2 separate regions of the Neogale vison genome follow, and region 1 is linked to region 2. A link is a contact called in public Hi-C data. All regions are on one chromosome and are shown on one strand. The core of a region is the stretch at or near the end of the contact, and the rest is flanking DNA. Distances in the headings are between cores, read along the strand shown.

What was found. Hi-C and Micro-C count contacts between places; a contact is called where the count stands out from the background.
Region 1: a Hi-C map of fibroblasts shows a contact between it and region 2, with 6 times the contacts expected there. The contact joins two enhancer-like sites. A contact is called at or near these places in 2 of 3 Hi-C or Micro-C datasets (fibroblasts and muscle).

The regions. Positions count from the first base shown.
Region 1 is chr9:33,787,050-33,793,187 of ASM_NN_V1, forward strand. It overlaps SHB (SH2 domain-containing adapter protein B), which reads left to right. Exons shown (of 6, transcript XM_044265306.1): 6 at 1,906-2,776. The coding sequence ends at 2,089. Among named protein-coding and RNA genes, the nearest start is that of SLC25A51, 16 kb to the right of the region's middle. Within about 2 kb of position 1,947, the one cell type or tissue checked has open chromatin away from gene starts, as enhancers often do. A contact at or near this core is called in fibroblasts, where this site is marked.
Region 2 is chr9:33,635,032-33,641,666 of ASM_NN_V1, forward strand. No RefSeq gene overlaps it. Among named protein-coding and RNA genes, the nearest start is that of SHB, 15 kb to the right of the region's middle. Within about 2 kb of position 4,415, the one cell type or tissue checked has open chromatin away from gene starts, as enhancers often do. A contact at or near this core is called in fibroblasts, where this site is marked.

The DNA.
Region 1 (6,138 bases), core at 697-3,196, 150 kb after region 2:
AATCTGGCACCCAAGACATCGCCCCTCTCGACCCACTCACACAGAGAGGCATGATTGTCCCAGGCTCCACGCCCACCCTGCTCTGTGATCTCTCCAGCGTGGTGGGTGGCTAGTCTCCACTTAACTGGGGTTGTACATTTTTCATGGAATGCACACCGTTGCCTTCCTAGCAGCTGAAGCAAGCGCGCCTCCTGCTTCTCAGAGGCGTCGGAGGCAATTCTCCAATGAAATGACCCTTCACTGAGGAGCAGAACTTGCCACAGGCTCTGTAATTAGAACATTGTCAGCCTTAAAAAATCTTGATTTAAATTTTAGTTCTTTACAGGAATTATTCTCTCTTGAAACATAATTGCTCTCCGAACGATTTCCTTTAAGCTGAGGGTGACATTTCTAAATACGTTATTATGAGCAGATGTATTGCTCAGTGCCCACCCTTCATTAAGCATTTGCTCTGCCATTTGAAAATGGTCCTGGAGTCCAAATTGACACATTAATAGAGCAGCCGCTGGTGCGCGCGGGGAGCCCAGTACCGACTGGAAGCGATGCGTGTGAGCCCTCCACTGCCCCTGTGGGAGCTGCCAGAGCAAGAGGGCTGGAGCTGAGGAGCTTGCAGACTTGTGTCCACATGGAGCTCGGCGTCGCTGGCGGCTGGGCCTTGGTGTCCCGGAAGCCCGGCCCCCAGGGCTGGTCACAAGTTCTCGGTGCCAAGGGACAGGGTCTAGAGAAGGCAGCAGGAGGTCCAAGTCCTAGCTTTCTCAGTAAGTGACAAACATGAGGTAAATTGGACTGTCCTTTGGAAACCCAAGCATCTGCATGTGTGGCAGCAACATCATAAAAGGTCAGGCTTGGAGCTGAGTGGGCAGGGAAAAGGTGGCTCAGGCAAAGGCAGATTGACCGAGGAGTGCATGATCTAATGTGGCCGGAGACCCAGGTGGGAGGTGGGAGGGGTCTGCGAGGGCCAGATAGAAGCAGTGTGGCCATTGCCATCCAAGAGCTGTGCCCCCCACAGCGTGTTGATGTAGCTGACACGCTGCGTGGGGCACAGGGCATGAGGCTGTGCTCTGATCTCCGAGGGACCCACACACTGCCCTTTTCAGCAGGTGCCATGCCTGGTGGGTACGGACTGGGCCTTGCTCTGTGGAACTTTCAGTAATTGAGAAGATAAGTAATTGCAGTTCAACAAAGCAAGTGCTGATGGAGGCATGAGTATACTCAATGCAGTCAGAGGAAGAAAGGAGCTCTACTTGTAGGAGCCTGGAAGACTTCCTGGCAGAGGAAACACTTGGGCTGGGTCTTGGAGGAAGAGGCAGAGTTCATTCAACAGAGGGAAGAAGTCCAGAGAAGAGAGTGCCTGCATAGGGGCAGAACTGGGGGCGAAGAACACATGGCCTCATGACATTCCATTGACTAAAGCTAGTCACATGTTTGCAGTGGCTGCAAGGGAGGCTGGGAAATGTAGTCCCTGGCTGGGCCACCCCTTCCTAGTGACAGTAGAGTACTATGGAAAGGGGAGCATTAATTTTTGGGAAACAGCTCTCCTGTCATTTGTGCCACGCTGTTTCCTCATCTGTAAACGGGGTGGGGGGGGTGGCAATGACCTGTCCCGCATACTTGTTAGGGAGCTAGAGACTTAAACACACTGTGCCTGCCATGCAAGGCTTAATACTGCATCAGCAACAGGAAGAGGAGCCAAGTCCAGGGGTTTGTTTTCCTGAGGGAGCCTCCAAAGCTCTTGAGGAGAACCCAGAAGACTCTCCAGCAGTTTCTGTTGCTGGTTCCTAGTCTGTGCTGGGCAGAGGGGTTCCTAGTCTGAGGGGCAGCTGCATTTCATTTCGCCCTGGGTAGCATGGCTGTTCAACCTTGGTCACTCTGCAGATCCCAATAACCTCCATGTTTTGTTCGCAGGAGCAACCAGGGCTTTATGCACATGAAACTGGCCAAAACCAAAGAGAAGTACGTTCTGGGTCAGAACAGCCCCCCGTTCGACAGTGTCCCGGAAGTCATCCACTACTACACCACCAGAAAGCTGCCAATTAAAGGGGCCGAGCACTTGTCCCTCCTCTACCCGGTGGCTGTGCGGACCCTCTGAGCGGACCAGCCCCACGCTGCTCTGTGACAGGGCCCAGACTTGGAGGAGCCAGAGGCCCCCCGGCCACTGTCGCTGGCCACGTCCAGTTTGTCGTGTGTATGGTACTAGCACACCACTGCATGTCTCTAGAATGCTGTTGCCACTCGTGGGGGCTGGAGAAAGCCTGGATAAAGACAGCAGGACAGCCAGCGCGCCACCCCAGCCCCCACCCCCACCCCTCCCTGAGTTTCTGTGAATTAAAATATTTGCAAATCCAAAGAGATGCCTTCCAGGATGAACAAAGGAGAGCAGCTCCAGAGGGGCGCGGGGCGGGGCGGGAGCTCCCTGGGTTGCCGCTCTTTGTTCTCCAGCTGTCACAAATTCACACCTGTGGGAGGGGGCCGTTTCCCACCGGGCCCGCTGGTGCTGGGAGACAAATGCGGGTGCTCTGAGAGCCCACAAGAGCCTGGGAGTCCCGCCTCCCCTCTGGTGTGTGTGTGTGTGTGTGTGTGTATGTATGTGTGTGTGACTGAGTGTGAGCCCATACCTGAGAGAACATGGTCACACACAGATGTGAGTAACCCACTAATCCACTTTTAGTCACTTCAGTATAATCTTTAGGGGATCTTCAAGGAATCATTGTGCAGTCACAAAGAACTTTCAATTATTTATGAATAGGGTGTGTAAATAAAATAGTCATTTAATATATATTCTTAGCCTTTTTTTTTTTTCTTTTTTTAATACACCACAGAGGGTGTCCGAGGGGGGCAGTGCTGGTTTCATCCCCAGAGCAAGGTATGTCTCTGGCACGTGTGGTATGACAGGTCCTGGGGAGGGAGGGAGGCAGAGCCCTCAGCTCAGGGCCAAGGCAGTCAGTGGAGCAGGGGGGTTTTCTTTGCCCCCTGAGAGCCAGCCTCCAGGAAGGTGCAGCCTGGCCCCGCATTCAGCCTCCAGCAGCAGTAGCCTCTGGCGCTGACCCAACAACCAAGCTCTCCCTTCCTCCTGCAGCTGCCCAGGGATGGCAAGTCTGCACAGCACCCAGCCATCCACAGATGGCTCCCCCACCCCTGCGACCCTCTGAGGCATTTAACGTGGGGGAAAGGGTGGCACAGAGAGGGAAAGAAACCTGCGTAAGGTCACAGAGCTCATAAGCAGAAGAGGCTCTTCGGCCCAATTGGCAGGCTCCATGGCCAGCGCTCAGGCTCTCCATGGCCTCGCTGTTACCCTGCTCCTGGTGGAAGACCACTCCTGACCCGTGGGGAGACCTGGAGTTCTCCGGCCATCCACACTGCTTCCCTGCAGATACAAACACTCCTTGCCGCACCCCACCCTAACTTACCTCTGTCCTTGACAGGAGCGGGGACTCCTCCCACCCCTTCAGGGCAGCACCCCCTAAGGCTGTGAGGGGCTCACTCTTTAGTTCCCCCTGAGCTCCCACTCCCACCCCCCACCCCCCGCCCATTCACCCACCACTACACTGGTTAAACGCTGGTGGAAGGAGGAGAATCCAGGATTTCCGGGTGGCTCCACGGGTTAAGCACCTGACACTTGATTTCAGCTCAGCTCACAATCTCAGGGTCATGAGATCGAGCCCTGCGTGAGGTCCTGCACTCAGGACGGAGCCTCCTTCTCCTTTTTTCCTCTACTCCGCCTGCGTGTGCACGCGCTCTCAAGTAAATAAATAAAATCTTTCAAAAAAGAGAAAGAAATAGAAGAGTCCCACCCAACAGCATGACAGACACGGCTTCCATCTACCGACGGAGGCACGGGGAATCCAAACTCGGCCTGAGTTGCGGTGTCTTCTTCAGCGTGCATCTTCCTCCCTGCCCTGCCGATCCGAACGGACGTAAGCTCGGTGACCACCATCCCCAGCACGAGGGGCTCCGTCCGAGCATCAGTGGCAGTCCTAGACCTTCAGAATCGCCCGGGCTTCGGCCATGCTTCCGGCACGCAGCTCGCAAACGGTCTCAGAGGCCCCGAGAAGAGAGCAGACTCGCTGCAGCGCCTGGCAAATGGGCAGAGCAGGACGGAGAGCTGTGCCCGCGGAGGGGGCTGCCGTGGATTGCCAGGGTTTGTAGCCAAAGCTGTTTCCTTGGCAACCGTTCTTTCTGCCCAGTCCACCCCTTGGGTCGTCCTCCCTGGTGCTGTCTTGGTCCTGACAGCCGTCCCCCGGCCCCAGCCCCGCCTGCGGCTCCCACAGGCCAAGCTGCCTCATGATTACCACTTAGGCCACGGCTTTGGTCTGGTCTTCCAGACTCCATCCTGACCTTTTGTCTGTTTCGCATTTTCCCAAACGTCCTTTAAGGCAAGAGAGTACCTGGAGTGATTCACATTTCTCTCTCCCTCCCTATCTCTCTTTTTTAGTGGATGAGAAAATGAGAGTAATTGGCATTTGTCCAAACAAGTGCCAAAGGAGACTGGATCCCCAGGGTCCACTTAGAGGAGGCTGGGGACGTGGGAATAGCCCCTCAAGCTGGGGGGGGGGGAGGGGTGAGCCCGTATGAGCTTTCTCCTCCACCTGCAGGCCCAGAGGCCGACGGGGCACTTCGGTGGCTGCAGGCTGGGTCAGTACAGGAGCTGTGTGAACTTCTCAGTGGACAATCTTGCACACCAAATTCCTCGTCAGAAAAGACTCTCCGTGTTGGGGCACCTGGGTGGCTCAGTGGGTTGAGCCTCTGCCTTTGGCTCAGGTCATGATCTCAGGGTCCTGGGACCAAACCTGGAGTTGGACTCTCTGCTCAGCGGGGAACCTGCTTCCTCCTCTATCTCTCTCTCTTTGCCTGCCTCTCTGCCTACTTGTGATCTGGGTCTGTCAAATAAATAAATAAAATATTTAAAAAAAAAAAAAAGGGAAGAAAGAAAGAAGGAAAAGGTTCTGTGCCTATCGCCTGAAAAACTAGCTTTCTTTGCTGTTGACTTTGCTCTCTTAAGGGATTCCTGGGCCCTCCCCTGCCCTAATCTTCCTGAAGTTTCCCTGGGAGGCCCAAATTCCAGCTACCCTTAGGGACAGAGGAGCTAGCTTACAGGATGGGAGCTGCTAAAAGGAATTTTTGCCTTAATTTTACGAACCTCTCCCTCTTCTTCCTCTAATTGTGACCATTTCCTCTGTCGGTGTGTATTCATGTTTTCTTGGATATCTAACAATTGAAACGGCTTTTCCCTTTCAGAAACACTCACATTCAGGTTACTGGCATTGGTTTGGTTTTGGTTTGGACTTTTTTTTTTTTTTTTCATCAGCTGCCAATTAATGGAAAAAATGAGCTGGATTTCTTTGACGGGGGAAAAAAATAGGCTCCCTGCCACACAATATCTCGTCCTCAGCATTTTGTTTCAGAACACAACCTCCAGCCACTAACTGGCTGCGCTGCTCAGAGCCACAGCACTGGGTTTTTTGTTTTGTTTTGTTTTGTTTCCTTTCTTTCCCTTTTTTGCGGGCCCCATTATTGACCATAATGCCCAACCACTTCAGCAGCTCCATCCTTGAGCCCTGAGGAGTCAAGGACCTTTTTGTCAACCCCCCCCCACCACAAGATGGTGACCACAGGAAGAAAGGAGGCTTTGTGGGGAGAGAGGGCCCACCTGCCCGTCGGGAGAGAGCTTCATGGAGCTGCTTTTCTAAGGAAAATGGTGAAAAGGGTCTGGGGTTTCAGGAAGGTGGGGCCAATTGGAGCTGAGCTATGGGTCCCCTCCCAGGGTGGTTTAGGGCTGGTGCCTCTCTGTGGCCAGTGAGTGAGCGGAGGGGAATCGTCATCTCGCTTCCAGCAAAGGCCTCATGTCAACAGGTAAAGCCCTCGGCGAGCATTCTGCTTCTACTGTGGTCATGGGACCTGGAGATTCTCTTTGTAAGATTTTAACCCCAAGCTCTGGCCAGTTCTCCAGGACACTGCAAAAGCGGTTGATGTCCCTCCTCCAAGGGCCTAGCAGGGACAGACAGCCAGACTTGCCATTTGCTCTCACGGACCCTAGGGACGGTGCGCGCAGAAACCCGGCAGACGGGACAGGCTGGCATTTGGAGTTGGCCCATGGGCGCCCATGAGGCATCCGGCTGGATCGGGCAGCCGTCCAGCAAG
Region 2 (6,635 bases), core at 3,165-5,664:
TAAATAAATAAAATCTTTTTTAAAAAAATAATTAATTAGTTAAGTTTTTTTTTTTTTTAAGGACTAGGTTGATGGTATGAGCAGGCCACTGTCTTCTGTTTCCATAGACTTGTAAAGGAAGTATTATGTTACTATGATAATCTTGTCAGTGCTCTGACTTGGGTCCATAATCACCCTCCCATGGAGCACATTGGTTCCTTTGTGCAACACACATGTCACCCCCATGGCAAGAGCCAGGTAGAAGTACACCATAGAAGAATGGGAGCCCAGGAACAAAGAGGATGTTGGCACCAAGACCACTGACTCCTAGAGGACAGCTCTGGGGAAAAGACAGAATTGGCCTTACAGTCCCACTAGTCTGAGCCTCTTAAAAGAGCAGAGGGTGGGTTCTGTCCCTGGAAGAAAAGGGCTTTCGGGAAAGGAAGCTAGGAAGAGAGTTACAATGAAGCCCCTGCAGAGATGTAGAGGGTTTTTGTAACATAAGGATTGATTTCCAAAGCAGAAACCAGGAGAGAGCAATCTCTTCCACTGCTGAGCTGCCTTTTAAGTCACTGATGTACCCATGTGCACCCCTCAGCTTAACTCCTTAATACCTCCCTGACTCTTCTGGTCTCTGCTATCCTAACGTCTACATTGGCTTCCCCTTCTTATGTCCTCCTATCATAGTACCTGTTTGCTGCCTCTTCTCATGCAGCCCTCCATTTGTTCTCCTATTCATTCTTCCATTTATCTATTCATTCAATGTACTACAGAGGTGAAGAGCCATACTGCCTGGGTTCAAATCCCAGCTTTGCCTCTTAGTCACTGTGTGATTATAGGCAAGTTACTTAGAAGCTCTGTGTGTCCATTTCTCCATCTCTGAAATAGAAATAAACATGGTGCCTACTTCAGATGGTTAGTCAAAGATTAAATCCATAACAAGTGCTGAGAGCCATGCCTGGCACATAGTCAGGACTCAAAGCATGTTACCTCTGATCATTCATTTGCTCATTCATTAGGCAAATATTCAGAGTACAGAATATACAGGAGTGCAGGCAAAGCTGTACTATGGCCATGGGAAAAGGGATCTAGACACTGCCTTTGAGATGCTCCCAGTCTGCAGGGGGGAAACAGGTTTATAAGCAACTAAATATAAACCAAAATGGTAGATAAAATGCAATGGGGCAAGGGGACAGAAAGGAAGGAGGAACTGATTTAGGGGGAAAGTCTTCCAAAAATGTGACATTTGAACTGGACCCTCTAAGAGTGTAGTATTCAAAAGGTGAGACTGGAGGGAGTCTCTTTCTGGTGGAGCTTGAACCTAGAAATGTGTAAGGACTTAGGAAATAAAGAAAAGTGCTGGTATCTCTAGGGTAGGGTTGCCAGAGAAAATGCAGGACACCCAGTTAAATTTTAATTTCAAATAAACAACGTATCTAAATTTTTAGTACAAGTATGTCCTGAATATACTAAAATTTATTTGCTACCTGAAATTCAAATATTAACTGGGGGGTCCTATAGTTTTATTTGCTGAATCTGGCATCCCTAACCTGGGTTGGGAATAAACCTCTTCTGAAGCCTACGCCCTGATTCTGAGCTCTGTGTCACCTCCCACCCTCCCCTGTCACTCATGTATGGTCTGCCACCTTCATGACTCATTTGGTATTGTTGACTCCAGGCTTTAGAGGGACCCTGATGAACTGTCAGCAAGTCATTCGGTACCATTCTGTTATTAACAATCAGCCTCCCCATCCCCCAGGCAGAGATGAATGGAAAAATCCCACATTTGTTCATTTTTTGAAGGTCACTGTGTCTGCTGTTTTTATGTTCTCTTCTTTATTTTTCTGAGATCACATCTTTTTTTTTTTTTTCTTTTGAGATTCATTAACACCATGTTGGAAAGGAATTCATTCCCTTCATAGTTATTACAAAGATAGAGAAGAAATAAAAAATGCCAGCATAATGAAGTATCTGAAGACCGTGGCACTGGCTGTGAAATGCACCTGGGGAACCTAGGTCTTTGTGGTGGGTCCAGAGTGCTATAGGCTGGTGGCAATTTGCACCAACTCTTTGGGAATCTCTCTCTGTAGCTTCTGCCCAAGTGGGGCCTTTAAAGCTTCAGGTGAGCAGCAGTGGGTGAAGCGGAAGCTCCCCTGCAGAAGGGGAACCTGGCGATCTGCACCCAGGTCAGAGGCTGGGGAAATAAAAGGCGGCCCTTGGGACCTTCCCCTCATCCATAAAACATGCTGCACAAAGTCATTTCACGCCCCAGCATCTGCCTGCTGTTCCAGAAAGGTACACCTATTCATCTCTCTCAAAAATGTTTATGGAGAGAAATTATCAGAAGAGAAAACAAATTCTCTGGTGAGATATTGCCTTTTGTGAGATAGCTAGTTCTGTGGAAACACTGACAATGGGGATGGTGTCTGGCTTGAACGTGTATGCCTGAGAGGGCTGGGAGGAGCCTGTCCTTACAAAATGTCCAGAGCAGGGGGATTCAGCTACCTCGGTGCCTGCCTGTATGACTTGGCTTCTAGATATGGCTGCAGTGAAGTTGCAGAGATTAAAGGGAAGTAGGAGGGGGCATCTTTTTCTTATTGATGCACTCAAAGCTTGCTCAGGCTCCCAGACCAGAAGCCATGAAACAAAATATAATAACTGAAAGAACCACCACCCCCCAATTTGTGTCAGCTGCCGCAGGCAGGAGGGTTTTAATTCATCAGGTACCATACACACACAGGACTGAGGATATACAAGCCTTTCAAGAGCCCAGAAAAATGCTCACACCCCACATACATTCTTGTTGCTCCAGGATACAAAAGGAAAATTCCAAAATCAAAATTTAACCAAATTCCCACAACATACAGTATTATGTCAACTCCCTAAATTGTCCAATTTGGTAGCCATCAAAAGTTTATTATATTTACAAACAATTAGTGGGTCCTTTCGCTTCAAGGAATTCCTAAGTATGTACTGTGATTTCTGAGAAATCACAGCCACTGAAAATTAAATTAGCAAAGTAATTTTGAAAGCCAAATTTAAAAAACACCCTTAAGATTATTTTAAAGTAAAAAATAATTGCACTTACAGTGGAATGTGTGCTATGACATGGGGTGGCACATCCCAGGGTCAGCCTGTTTGAACAGCCCTGGTTCTACGGGTCAAGGGCCATTGAAAGTTTTAAAGAGAGCAGGTGTACACAGAGATGAGTCATGAATAAATGTGTTTATGGACAACTGAGTTGCTTTGTTCACATAACCCAAGAGACCATTCAAGCTGGAAGGGTACTTGGCCACCATGGAGCCCAGTGCAAAGACAGGTCTGGTCTCTGAGTCTCCAGATATCTACCAATTCTCTTTGTATAAGATGAGATACCCGAGGCTCAGAAAGGAGAAAGTCATCCCCTAGTCATACAGCAAAAGCATTTACCAAGGCTGAGGAGCTACAAGCTTAGAAATAGGACTCCAAGACTCCTGCTTTCCAGACTTTGCGCTTAGCACTATACCATGTTTGGATTTCCTGCTTCCTTTGCCAAGGTACTGAGGCATCCCCTTGCCGTTAAGAGAATATCTAGATCTCTTAAAAGTTCACTCACTGCTTTGATTTTGGAGATTCTGAGCTTTCTTAGATGCCTGTTGATGTCCACCATCCACCTGTTCATCTCTTGGCTTTCCCATCTCTGATCCAGGCAACTTCCTTTCCAGGATCTCTGCTGGGAGGCCCACCTCATCCTGTGCAAGGTACTTAGACCAAAAGGTCCTTTCCAGGGGGACTCAGCTAGCTGATTGGTTGGCTAATCTGGCCACCGTACCTACAGCGTTGACACCCGGGCCGTACCCTCTGCCGCCCTCCTGTGGCCACTAGCAAAGGTGCACTAAGTGGGACTCAAAAGTTCACCCCTTTGTGCCAAGCAACTCCAGCCAGTTTGATTACTCTTTCTGGAAAGGCTTCCTTATTCCTGGATGGCTAGTACCTGGACAGCATTCCTTTCCTCCCCTCCTACTACTCCAGTTAACTGCCCATGGCAACTTCAGCTTCTCCAATAAGCAAATCAATCCATCATCTCCCAAGTATCAACTGAGCACCATGGTGTGATAAATCTGGGGAAGGGGAATCCGGAGAGTTCATGTAAAATGTAATCCATAGCCTTGAGGAATTAGTTTACAGTTAATATACGGAGTCAAAACACACACACAGGGACGGCTGGGTGGCTCAGTCGGTTAAGCCGCTGCCTTCGGCTCAGGTCATGATCCCAGGGTTCTGGGATCGAGTCCTACATTGAGCTCCTTGCTTTACCTTTGCCGGCTTGTGCTCTCTCTTTACCTTTGCCGGCTTTTGCTCTCTCTCTCTCTCTGATAAATAAATAAAATCTTAAAACACACACACACACAAAATTAACAATAATTTTATGTTCAACTGTTCTGTGCCAAGAACTTGAAGAATTCAGAAATGGGTGAAGTAATTATAGAGGCCCCTGGAAAGGGCAGATTTGAACTGATATTTGGAAGACAGGAAGTATCTTGAAAACTGAAAACTATAGGAAAAAAATTTCTATGTGTCTCTTTTACACTCACCGTACTACCATATGACTTCTGACACGAGATGTGTGGGTTTTCCACACATCAAGCAATTCTCTAACTCCAGCTGGAAACTCACTTCTGACACTACCTGGAGATAGCAATAGATCTCACAGGTTACGTGTTCAATCCCACAAGACTGCCTCCCTTGCCCCACTTCAGATGCCAATTTCAAGTCCAAGTTACCTGTGCTCCCCAGTTATAACTTGGAGATTCCCACAACCCCCTCCTTGGGTTTGATTAATCTGCTCAAGCAGCTCACAGAACTCAGGAAAAGTTAATTTACTAGATTCAGGTTTATTACAAAAGGATATAATTCAGGAACAGCCAGATAGAAGACATGCTTAAGGCAAAGGAAGTGGGAAGGGGTTGAGGGGCTTTCAGGCCACTCTCCCCACATTTCCATGTTCACCAACCAGGAAGCTCTCTGAATTCCATCTTTATGGGCTTTTATGGAAGCTTCATTACTTAGGCATGATTGATTCAGTCATTGGCCATTGGCGACTAATTCAACTATAGCCCCTCTCCCCTTCCAGGCAAGAGGGTGGATCCTGACAGTTTCAAGGCTCTAATCACTAGGTTGGTTCCCCTGGCAACCAGCCCCCATTTTTAGGGGCTTTCCAAAAGCGCCTCATTAACATAAACAGGTGTGGTTGAAAAGAGCTCGCTATGAATAACAAAAGACAACACTGCACTTTTATGCTCTGAACACTTAAGAAATTCCAAGAGTCTTCGGAGCTTTGTGCTAGGAACAGGATGAAGACCAAGTGTATATTTCTTATTATAAATCACAATACCACAAGAAGAGAAGGAGGAGGATATTCTGGAAGGAAGCAAAGGACATGAGAAATAAACTAAGATAAAAGTTATGGCTAAAATAACATTTCCGGGGCGCCTGGGTGGCTCAGTGGCTTGAGCCGCTGCCTTCGGCTCAGGTCATGATCTCAGGTTCCTGGGCTCTCTGCTCAGCAGGGAGCCTGCTTCCTCCTCTCTCTCTGCCTGCCTCTCTGCCTGCTTGTGATCTTGCTCTGTCAAATAAATAAATAAAATCTTAAAAAAATAATAATAATAAAATAAAATAACATTTCCAAGACCAAATGGAGATGCACTCCCTTCTTACATCATCTCTGGGTGGGCACACCACTTTGTTAGCCCTCTTTGTACAGCACATACCACACTCTGAGTGTGTAATGTTCACATGTCTCCCTCCTATTCATTGGGACCCTTTGGTCATAACACAAATATCCAACTTAAAATTAGCTTAGGCAGAAAAAGAAATTCATGGATTGAAATAGCTGAGAAAGACACCGATAGTACTGGCAAAAGGTCATATGACCAGATCCAGGGCTGACACAATCTTATCATCAGCTTCCTATTTTCTGTCTCATTCTCCATCTCCAGCCTTGTTTTTCACTCTGTTCTCATCTTTTAAGGGCTTCATTCTCTCCCTCCACATCTGAGTTTCCTCCAAGTCAGGACAGATGGCCTCTACAGTAAGCAGTTTCACATACTTCCAGCTGTGGCCGAAGAAACCAGGGAGTCTTCCTCACTAGCTCAATCAGAAGAGACCCAGGGAAAGACTTTCACTGATCCAGCATTCCTTCTGCACTCTTTCCTATATCACAGGGTCTAGAAGTCTGGGAAGTACATGTCCCAGAACCCCTATCTACAGATCCTGGAGTAGAACATTTTATTTTATTTTTTAAAAGATTTTATTTAGAGACACAGCGAGAGAGGGAACATAAGCAGGGGAAGTGGGAGAGGAAGAAGCAGGCTTCCCTCGGAGCAGGGAACCTGATGCGGGGCTCTATCCCAGGACCTGAGCCAAAGGCAGACGCTTAAGGACTGAGCTACCCAGGCACCCCTGGAGTAGATCATTTTAAATAAAAACACTTGGCAAAGTGTAGAAGGCAGAATAAGGTAGAAGATACATTCTTGCCCCTCTGGCAGTGTCAAACTTTAGGCTTAGGCAGATATGACATTTTGCAGTGGTCTTTAAGTATTTTCCTGAAAATCTTAGGCCTTAGAATTGAAGGTAGCTGTGATCATCTCTACTGGTTTCCCATTTCTTCAAATTCT